3 separate regions of the Hordeum vulgare genome follow, and all the other regions are linked to region 2. A link is a contact called in public Hi-C data. All regions are on one chromosome and are shown on one strand. The core of a region is the stretch at or near the end of the contact, and the rest is flanking DNA. Distances in the headings are between cores, read along the strand shown.

Region 1 (3,658 bases), core at 365-2,864, 270 kb after region 2:
GCGACAAGAGAGCATGCACCATGACGCACCATATATACGAATCATTGGACATTCACATAGAATAAACCACTGTCAAGTAGTAGTTAAACACGATGTATGTTTGGTCATGCATATCTCTCGACTGAGAGTTCTTTACCTAGCCACTCTCTTATCTCCAGTTCACTTTTCATTGTACTTTACCAAGAGGGGGACAAGAGCACTTGCTGCTGCCATTTTTCTAACACCCTTTTCCGGCTGCTCTTTGTCGGAGCAAATGACACGAATTCAATGCAAAATTAAACTATGAATCCAGCCAAACCAGGTTAGCTCAACTGGTTACGTACTTACGTTCTTGTCTCCCATCAATTGACAAATCCAAACTGAGTGATCCACGTTGCAAAGCTAGCTCAGAATCCTAACAAAAATAGAGATTTGTACATGTCATGAAATATATGTCCTCTCAATGCCAAATCTACGACGAAGTAAATTAAAGAGCGGTGTTATTAATTAGATGTTGATGTGCACGATCTTGCTTTGACTCATAAACACTTCTTGCCACTAGATGTAGAAGGAATCATGAAAATTTGGCTACCGAATAGAAAATGACTGTAATTTTCTCGCCTAGCATCTAGATAAAATGATTCTTTTTGTGTTTGTAGTAAAAGATATCTCATAAGGTTTTTTATTTTTTATTTTATGGTCATATGCGGGCAAGAAAAGAAACATTGCTTATTTCCGTAAAAAGAACAAGTGGGAGAGAAACAAAGAATATCATTTCTATCAAGGAACGTGGTGCAGAATTTATACGTTCTCCACAAAAGCTCGGAGAACATGTGACTTCATATTAAAGTTTAATTTTTTTTTTTGAAAAAGAAGGTTCAAACCCGCGGCCTCTGCATCAATTGATGCATACGGTCATCTTTATTAATTATTCAATATAGGTCTAACAAGAACATACATCAAACCATCCGAAGCCACCACTCACACCTACGAAACATTAATTAGGAGAGTAGAGTTTATTATTTTGCCAAGACCTTTTCTCCATGCCTCCGACATGGTCCTGGCGAACGGCGATACTGCAGCCACCCTCGAGGTCCCCTTCTCGAGCTCCGGACCTTGCGCCCCAAGTTGCAAAATCATTTGACGCAAACTCTACTTTCAAAGGTCCAAGATATAGCAAATAGAGTGTTACGCAATCCCGGATCCGCTAACACCAGCGTTTTCGACCCACATGCGTCAACAGGGCCAACCGGAGAGCAACACCGACTTATGACAGGCCTTGTGCCCTCTCCAACCCAAAAGACTAGCCTGTTAGGAGGGGACACCTTCACCCTTATAAGTCGTGTTATGTCTCGTCCCATAATCGATATCGGACTAAACCCAACATAGAGAAAAATAAAAGAACCAAGCCAAATTTCAATACTAGTAGTAATATCACAAGAGGACACTAGTTGTATGATTGCCAGCAAATAACACTGGAGTAGAGTTGATGCATGCATGTGCACATAAACCTTTCGCGACCGGCATGCAACGGTGGCGCGTGAAACGTTGACATGCGCGCACCACCGTACGTACTCGATCGCATTTGCACGTACAAATGCTCCACCACATAAATTTAGGCGATAGCGTGGTAACCTGGGTTTTGGCTGCACCGAATCAACCCACGGACACGGACTTGAGAAAAAGAGAGCACAGATGATGCTCCACGGATGCAACGTGGCGGGAGCGCACGTAAAAGTCGAGCCAACAGCCAACGTCGATCGGAGGACGGCTCGACGTCGACGTTACGTAACGGTGGAGTGGCTATTCGTTTGGTCTCTCGTGATTCGACTTTATCCAACCAAAAGTTGGAGGACGTGATTGTGTCAAGGCAGGGCGGAGCTATAGCACTTGGGGTCACCTGATCCCAATGGGTTTATGTAAAATTTGTAGTGAATTGATGATAGTGAAAGTGCAATTAGGGCTAAACCAGTGTAGTGTATGAAGATAACTCATTGAAAAATTTAGCTGGCGCTGCCCTGTGTCAATGGTCTTTTTTTCTTTTCTTACTCGGATATGGAAATGAGATAATTAGGAGCGAAGAAGCGACATGCTTGCCAGAGAACACCAAGCTAAACCTTAGCCTCCTCCCGCTACAACAACAAAAAGAAAAGAAAAAAAATCTGCTTAATTAGTCTCCTAATACGGCGGCAGAGAAGTGCGTTGCGTCACTCATCGTATATGTGTATATTTAGAGGGTGCTTGGATCCAAGAAACTTATTTTAGTCTGACTAAAAAATAGTCTCTTTAAGAGGCTAAAGTGCCAAGCATCCCTGACTAAAGAGGGGTTAAAACTAGTCTTGAGACTAAATTTTTTTAGTCAGGGATACCCCTACTAAAATGTGGATTAGTCCTCTCTCTTCTCATTTAACTCCTCTCCTCTAACACACACAAGTTCTGAATTGGAGGGTTTGGAGGATAATAAATGCTCATTAACTTGATTTTAGTCTCTTTAGTATTTGGATCCAAGCATGCGTGAGGCTACCAAATTTTAGTCCCACTACTTTTAGTTATGAGACTAAAACGTATCCAAGCACCCTCTCAATCACGGTGGCCTATAATATACAAGTATACCATTGTGTCAAGTATTACACCGGCAAAGCATATCTTGTCGAGTACTTTACCCAGTCGGTCTCTGTATCTAATTTACTTATAATTTTTTCTGCTTAGGCTGGTCTCTCATACTACATTCATAGTGCGTATTATCATATATTAGTATCATAAAGTAGTTCATTTATTGACATATATGACACATAATTGCATATCATTTAATATGATACGGTATCATGCACTAATAGAAAATAAGGCTTTGGTCCAGCTGATGAAAGAGCTTTAATCCGGTTCTATTACGAATCGGGATCAATGGATGCATCAGTCCCGGTTCATGAGGTCAGGACGCCGGCCGGACCAGGGTCCCGGTTCGTGTGACCCCTTTGGTCCCGGTTTCACTTTGGGTGTTGAACTGCTCTTATTGATGCACTTTATCACCTTAAAAAACATTGATGCACTTTACTTGCACTTGATTCTAGGGAGAGTACAGATGTACAAGCTTACTCTCCTCTTTTGGCCAGAAGAGGCCATGCACCATGACGCACCATATATACGAATCAATGGGCATTCACATAAAATAGACCACAGTCAAGTACTTCCTCCGTTCCTAAATATAAGATCTTTTAGAGATTGCACTATAAATACATACGGATGTATATAGACATATTTTAGAGTATAAATTCACTCATTTTGTTCCGTATGTAGTCTCCTAGTAAAATCTCTAAAAGATCTTATATTTTGGAACGGAGGGAGTAGTAGTTAAACCCGATGTACTTTATTTTGGTCATGCATATCTCTCGACCGATAGTTCTTTACTTAGTCACCCTCTTATATCCGGTTCATTTTTCAATGTGCTTTACCAAGAGGGCGACAAGAGCACTTGCCACTGCCATTTTTCTAACACCCTTTTTGCGGCTGCTCCTCGCCCGAGCAAATGACACGAATTCAGTGTGAAATTAAACTATGAACCCACTCAAAATAAGTTAGCTCAACTGGTGACGTTTATGTCTCCCGTCAACTGACAACTCCAAACCAAGTGATCCACGTTGCAGAGCTAGCTGCAAATAGTATTAAAAATAGAGATTTGCAC
Region 2 (3,584 bases), core at 1,071-3,570:
ATCTTGTTATTGGGACACTGCCTATGGCCATATAACATAACAACTGAGGGGTTTGTAGTGGGTGTTGGGGATTGGGCAGAGTAAAGTATCCCATCAGCAACCCAAATAGGTACAATAGAAGTCCTCCAATCCTTAAAATGTAGCTAAACCAAAGATGGCCTCTGGACCCAGTAGGGGCCAAACCCCCAAAGGGTGTGTCGGGCAAGATTGGGGTTGGAGTTGATTGCTTCATATGAGGAAAGGGAAGAATAACACTCCTCTTTCAAGCAAATCAGTCAGTGGAAAGTTCTCTTTGAGGGTTACCATTACATGTTCTAGTTATTCACACGCGTGTACTGCATTCTGTTAAGTGGCGATCATTTGATATCCAATATACCGTCATTTTCTGCACAACTAATTTTTATGAGTTCTCAGATCCCTTTCCAGCTTGGGTTGTCAAAAACTGATCTAAGGAGGGTGCTGAAATCAAGTTTGTCTGGGGTAAGTAGACACAAGTTGTTTCTTGACTCCAATGTATTATTCCATATGCAGCAGAAGCGGTCTTGTCATTTTCGTTCAAAAGATGACCGAGCTTTTTATGGCTGAGTGGCAGATAGGGTTGCCCCTCTTGTGTGTACGGTCATACAATACAAGATTTTTTAGTCAAATGAAACTGGATCTGTTGTTTTGGCATTTGAGTGTTCTCAATGGTTGATGAGATATCTTTTTTGATGCCTTGCCAGTTCAATATGTTCACGGGAGCGTGCAGTGTGCTCCCATTGATTTGGGGATTTTGATTGTATTGTATCAGGGTTCTAATTCGTTTTTCTGCACTTAGTGCATGCCATTTTTGAATGTGGTCTCAACATGGGTACATATGGATCACAGTGCACATTCGCCATCCCATCTTTAATATCAAGAATAATGATCAGAGTTTCATCCATAGCATCTTATTTTGTTCAAGATGCTGGTGTAAAGTGAACTCATGAAATTGTAAAACTGTGCAGATTGACAAGTCGATTGGCGCCATGTACAGAAGATTACAGAAGACATTGACTTCTGATGAATTGTTCCCCTCACTATGGGATAAATGCAAGGTATGCGGCCTATTCACATCAATTTGCGTTTGCTAGTTTGGAGTTGCGGGTTGGTTCATAATTTTCTAGAGCAGTAAAAGATTACACGTTGATTTAACTATTCCTGCTTGATGTTTGCAGAAAGAGTTCCTGGACAAGTACGAGAGCTTTGTCCAGATGGTGACGCGGATCTACGGGAACGAGCCTATAATGCCGGTTGCCGAGATGAGGGACACCCTCGCTAGCTTCTAGATACAATTGAGTACAGCGCAATGTATCATTTTCACAGTGCCGTGGCCCTATCTATATTCAATTCATTCTATTGAATTTTGCAGATTCATCGCCTTTCTCTAGGCCTTGTTAGGATGGGTTCTACATGTATGTTTCCTTGTCAAATTGTATGTGTGTGTGACTGACTTTTGTATAGAAATGGATGTGAGCTGTTGTCTGTTGCGAACCCCGGGTTCTGTTGTGGCAAAGGAGTATGAATGAATGGGTAACAAGTTTGGGAAACGTGTGTGCGATTATCTTGACGCCTATCGAAATGTCGGAAGGCGTTCATGCGTCCTGGAGTTTCTTTACTCTGAATTTCTAGTGTGTTGAACTTCAACTGAACGTTTCATTTTGGTAAAAATTCCTCGTTGGGTTCATCAGGCCGCTTGCTTACGGTTTGGCTTCATAACTTGGTTATTATTAGGAAGCTGAGAGTGTTGCGATAGAAAAAAAAGTGAGGGCGAGACACCAATCAATCACAGGGAGACCAAAATTGCTCTCCATTCGCTCCAGTGGACGAAAAAGGCGACCGAAATTGGGACAAGAAAATGTCGAAAACGTTCTTATATTATGGAACGGAAGGAGGGAGTAAGATAAACATCCAAATGTGAAGCGACGGAGATGCAGCTCAACAGTGCTTGAAAGTAATCATGGTTTGTTTGTTACGGTACAAACCTCATGACATCACGAGTCATTTTTGTCTATCACTGCTGCATGGCTCCCTCGTTCACCTCAAGCAAGAAAGACACCACTACGTAATTCCGTTGGAAAATCGGCAGAAAATCTCTTACCACTTGGAAACTCTTGGCGAAGAAATCGAGAAACGGTAGCATCATCAAACCAAGAAGGACGGGAAGCAGAAATTATATACGAGAAAAAAGATTGAGATGGCATGGCAACGACCAACGCATGAGGAGGAGGAAGAAGCAAAGAAGAAGAATAACACGGCAGAGAAGTGGAGGAGGGGGAAGCTGACTGGCAGATGCAGAGCTGGCGGCGGAAGAGGGAGCCGCAGATCTGGAGCCTTTTATAGAGGAAAGAAAAAAAGGTCGAGGTATCTAGGGCTAGTGGCCGTTTTCCCCCTCTGAATTTACGCTCCTGTCCCTAACCGCATGATTGATGTACGTACGTTGCCAGTTCAGCCCTACCTTACATTCTCCAAAACAGACCGAAGTCTGAGGATCGTTCGACTACAGATTTTATAGGAAAAAAGGGAAAAAAAAGAAGCAGAGGAAAAGCAAGATCAAAACAGAGCAACAAACGAGGCTGAAAACTGAATGCAGGCTGAAGCTGCAGACCATGCGGCTGAGAGAGTAAAGAGCTATGCTTTGGAACAAAGGAAATCCTGCATGGCTTGATCTTGCGTCCGAGAACTCGAGAGCTTTATCATCTCGGCAATGCCATAGCATGAGAGCATCTGCAGCCGTAACTTGTAAACCAGGTCCCTCGGTCGCCCGGACGCGTCCGCAGGTACTGCTCGGACATGCCTTAAAAACAGGCTACTGTATTCGGACATCTCATATTGATTGCTCAAATATATTTGGAATGCATGCAACACATAAATCTACATACTATGTATAAACTATCTACTCTTCGTCCGAGATATCAGCGATCTTCGTGTCCGTCGACGGATAGATGTGCGAGTGGTGCAGCTTCGCCCCCTCCGACGCCTCTGCTGAGGCCTTTTCCGACGCCTCCGGCTGCTCCGCTTCGGCTTCCTCCGCCGCTATGTCCGCCTCAAGCTCGGCGTAGAGGGTGTCGGCCTCCACATGCCTCTGTCGGATGAGCTGGCGGTTGGCCTCCACCTTGGCCTTATCCCGGATGGAATCCAGAATGGCATGATGTTCCGCCAGCTCCTCGATTTGGGCGACAACGAACTTTCTCTCCGCCTCCGTCATGTTTAAGCTCGGAGCATGGATCTCCGGGTCATCCTCTTCCTTCTGTTCGTCATGGTATGGTATGGTATCATATAAATTAAAACTATATTGGATATTACTCGGGAGGTATTTGAGGCACAATATTTAGGATTACCATCAGAGGGCAGAATGAATAAAGGTAAATTACAACCTTTAGAGCATCTTCAACAGCCACGCTATATAAGTGCCGCGCTGTAAAAGTAGCGTTTTTTGCGCGCGCAACCATTTCGAGCGTTCCAACGGAGGCGCAAAAACCGCGTGCGCGACATAAGTGGTTCAGCGCGCGGGACGAAACGGCATCGCGCCCCCCTTATTTCGTGCACCCGCTCCCACGCTGCAC
Region 3 (3,539 bases), core at 769-3,268, 380 kb after region 2:
CTGCTCACGATCTGCACTGCTACAGACGGCATCCTCGGCGGCCACGGGAACTCCTGTTCCACGGGAGCCCGGCCGGTGAGCACCCTCCAAAGTCGAAAGTGAAACACAAGAAAGCGACGACGACTCTCTAATTTACGCCATGTTTTCTCTCTTTCTACCAAGCATCATCGCTGCGATTCAAGATTTTTACCATGTTGCTAATTAATGCGTGCAAGCTCCTTCAACGCACACAATTTTTTCAGGGAAACTTTGATGCACACCTTTGTTGCACGACATCCATCGCAGTGGTTACAACCAAATTCACCCACGCAAAACCATTTTCCCTCTCACGTCAACCGAATTTGACGTGGCCCGTGACCTCTCACTGTCAACCCACCGCCCATGTCTCCCCGTCAACAGCCGCACAATCTGATTTCCCACCTCAACATACACGCATGCACAACTCGTACTGGTTCTACGTATCTGTACACTCTAGTACGATCTGCTCGAGTACACGTGTGGCCACCACATTGTTTCCTTCCATGCGCGCACGTACGGGCCCGGTTGCTTCGCCCTCACGCAGCTGCCACGCGCTTCTGCTCCGCCGTCGTCTCGTACGACGGCGCCGTGGCCGGCCGGCCTCTCCACGCCTGCGACGGTGGTCCTGCCGTGCGCTCCGTCACCGGCGGCTCTGGCGCTTCCGACAGGCGCCACACCTTGACCGACCCGTCCAGGCTCCCGCTGTACACCACGAACCGCCGGTCGCCGCCCGGACCGGCGGCCGCCTCCTCGTCCATGGCGACGCACTTCACGGGCCCGGCGTGTCCGGCCAGCACGCCTAGACAGGCGTGCTCTGCGCCGTCGCGGCGCCACGCACAGAGGGTCCGGTCGGCCGAGCCGCTGACGACGACGTTGCCGGCCACCGCCAGGCACATCACCGCCATCTTGTGGCCCTTGAGCACGCCGCCGTATCTCGCCTCGCCGTCGACCCAGTACCAGTAGGTGACCAGCCCGTCCGAGGAGCCCGCGTACACGACGCGGTCCTCGGTCGACACGGCGATGGCGGTGACCGCGCCCTCGCCCTTCCTGAGCACCTTCTCCAGGACATGCTTCGTCGCGTCGCCCTTCTTCGCGGCAGGCTCCCGCCGCCACACCTTGACGGTGCCGTCGGCCGACCCGGTGAACACGACGCTGTCGAACCCGGCGGCGGCCACGGTGTTGACGGCGTCGTCGTGCGCGCTGACGGACTCGAGGCACTTGGAGTCCGACACGCGCCACACCTTGAAGGTCCTGTCCCACGAGGCCGAGTAGAGCAGCCCGGCGCCCTCGTCGAGGCTGAGGGACGACACGGCGTCCGAGTGCCGAAGCCACACCGCGCGGTGGCGGCCCTTGCGCTGCGTCTCGACGTAGCTGGCGGGGTTGACGGCGCTCTTGAGGTAGTCCCTGAGCTTCGGGAGCGAGCCCACCTGGTGGTGCGCGGCGGGGTTGTCCGCGTCGGCGCGCCACACACGCACCTTGCCGTCCTGGTGGCCGGTGAAGATGCGGCCGTCATCGGCGACGACGATGGCCTTGACGAGGCCGCTGGCGGTCCTGAACCCGGCGAGCTCGCGCTGGTCCCGCCACACGCGCACGTTCCGAGAGTCGGTTCCGGTGTAAAGAACGTCCCCGGTCGCCGCCAGCGAGTAGACGTGGCCGTCCTCCTTTTCCAGCGACGCGATGAGCCCCGTGGCCCCCGGTTCGGCGGCGAGGCCCGGGAGGTGCGCCCACGGCGACTTGGGCGTGGGCGGGGTCGAGGAGCCGCCGTAGCGCGACGGCGAGGAGCTGTAGCTATCGTCGTCTGACACGGATGCGGAAGAGGAGGAGAAGGACCTCGGCGAGCATGCGGCCACCGCGGGGTCCGGCCGGAGGAAGTTGAGCAGCTTCTGGCGGTTACCCATGGAGCGATCTGTCGTTCCCACAACTCACAGAGCAAACGATCGACCAGCGTCGGAAGGAAAGCCGAAACCGAAAGGGAGGAGAAGAAGAAGAAGCTTTGAGTGCGAGGTTGGAGAAGAGGGAGGCGAGCAGCGGCGGGTATATATATCCTGTGGAGGCGATCAGAGACAGAAACGAGGCTGATGCCGTGGGAGCCACGACGTTCCGACATGTGGATCCCAATCGATCCAGGGATCTGATTTGATTGATTCCTTTTTCTTTCTTTTCCTTTTAAAGAACGGTTCTCCTTTCTTGATTTTGTCGGTTTTAATAGAATATTTCTATTCATTATTGGGAATGGGTGTGGGACTCGACGGCTGCTGTCTGATCACCCAACAGTGGGCACGCGGCGAGCGCTGCTTCGTTGCGCCGTTAATTATTGGATGGTATCGTCACTTCGATCAATTATTATTTTCCTTGTGAGGGTCAATTAGATAAAGAAAACTATATGGGCCGTTAGAAGCTAATGAGAACATGTACAATGGCTGATAAGATAGTTTTATTTTAAATCTTATATGTAGTTTAGAGATGATAAAAAAAAGTCTACAGTGGATCATCTTTTAGACTTATCTCTTATAATGAATGTGACACTCTTAAGATAGGACCGTTGTACACGCGCTCTGATCAAGCTTGTACGTGATCACTTGTATTGCACTCGTGTCATACTCAACTGTATGTGTTGACACTGCGCTGAAAAAAAAACTGTTTCCATACGGGGAGATCTCAGTTGGCGTGCTGGTCAACCGGCTAAGATAGAGCCTGCGTACGTCGAGATCGTACCAATTTGGCGGGCGGAGCAGGAACTCTACAAGCATTCTTTCGTTTCTGACTTTGTGCAATGAAAGAGCAAAAACGACACATGCATATTTAGCCTTTAGGCAATTGGGGTGTACAACTGGTGCATGCCCTTCTGAAAAATCGGCTGAGGGCCGGCGGCTCGTCTCCGTTAATACGTACTACAAGCGTGTGGTTGGCGCCACCGCCATGGACCGTACATACGTGTTCGTGTTGCTTCCGGGACCGAGGATTAGGTTTCCATAACGAGTTCAACATGTGGGTTATGTACGGGTCGCGTGAGCTCATTTACGAATAAAAGCAGCAAGAATCACACGCTTTGCTTTGTTTACCGGGGTATGAATCATGAAGAAGCTCGTTTATTAGAACCAAAGTGCCATTTGTGTAAGCTTGACAAGCACGCGCTACTTTTAGCCAAGTTGTTCAGCAAAAAATTATTATTTTTCGTTTGGACATCGTTGTACACGCCTTGCCTGTTTGGAACATATAAAATGTTCAATCAGGTCAGATCCCCCCCCCCCCCCCCCCCTCCACTAGCAGTTGGCGTGCTCCTAATCATTGTCCATATTTGAAGGAAAAAAGATTAGAAAAATCTACCTCCATATTTAATTTTCGCTCTGAAAAGAAATAGTAAGTTGTATTCACAAAAAAAAATTAGATCATAAAAAATACTATCAAATCATTTGAGATCCATATGGGTTGTACTGAAATGGCGCTGGCATTGACCCTTTGGCCTTGGCCATCTAGGTTGGCGTGTGCCTAAGAGGTTAAGAGGGTGCTTGGATCTAAGA

The links. Hi-C and Micro-C count contacts between places; a contact is called where the count stands out from the background.
Region 1: a Hi-C map of leaf shows a contact between it and region 2, with 4 times the contacts expected there. The contact joins two enhancer-like sites. A contact is called at or near these places in 3 of 6 Hi-C or Micro-C datasets (leaf and seedling).
Region 3: a Hi-C map of leaf shows a contact between it and region 2, with 3 times the contacts expected there. The contact joins the promoter of LOC123451113 here to the enhancer-like site in region 2. A contact is called at or near these places in 2 of 6 Hi-C or Micro-C datasets (leaf and seedling).

What each region holds. Positions count from the first base shown.
Region 1 is chr4H:33,868,392-33,872,049 of MorexV3_pseudomolecules_assembly, forward strand. No RefSeq gene overlaps it. Among protein-coding and RNA genes, the nearest start is that of LOC123451112, 94 kb to the right of the region's middle. Within about 2 kb of position 1,615, at least 1 of the 3 cell types and tissues checked has open chromatin away from gene starts, as enhancers often do. A contact at or near this core is called in leaf, where this site is marked.
Region 2 is chr4H:33,596,006-33,599,589 of MorexV3_pseudomolecules_assembly, forward strand. LOC123447742 (exocyst complex component SEC3A-like) reads left to right here. Exons shown (of 25, transcript XM_045124390.1): 23 at 415-480; 24 at 987-1,076; 25 at 1,197-1,568. The coding sequence ends at 1,307. Among protein-coding and RNA genes, the nearest start is that of LOC123447742, 13 kb to the left of the region's middle. Within about 2 kb of position 2,321, at least 3 of the 3 cell types and tissues checked have open chromatin away from gene starts, as enhancers often do. A contact at or near this core is called in leaf and seedling, where this site is marked.
Region 3 is chr4H:33,971,512-33,975,050 of MorexV3_pseudomolecules_assembly, forward strand. LOC123451113 (protein JINGUBANG-like) reads right to left here and starts at 2,019. Exons shown (of 1, transcript XM_045128121.1): 1 at 220-2,019. The coding sequence starts at 1,916. The coding sequence ends at 555.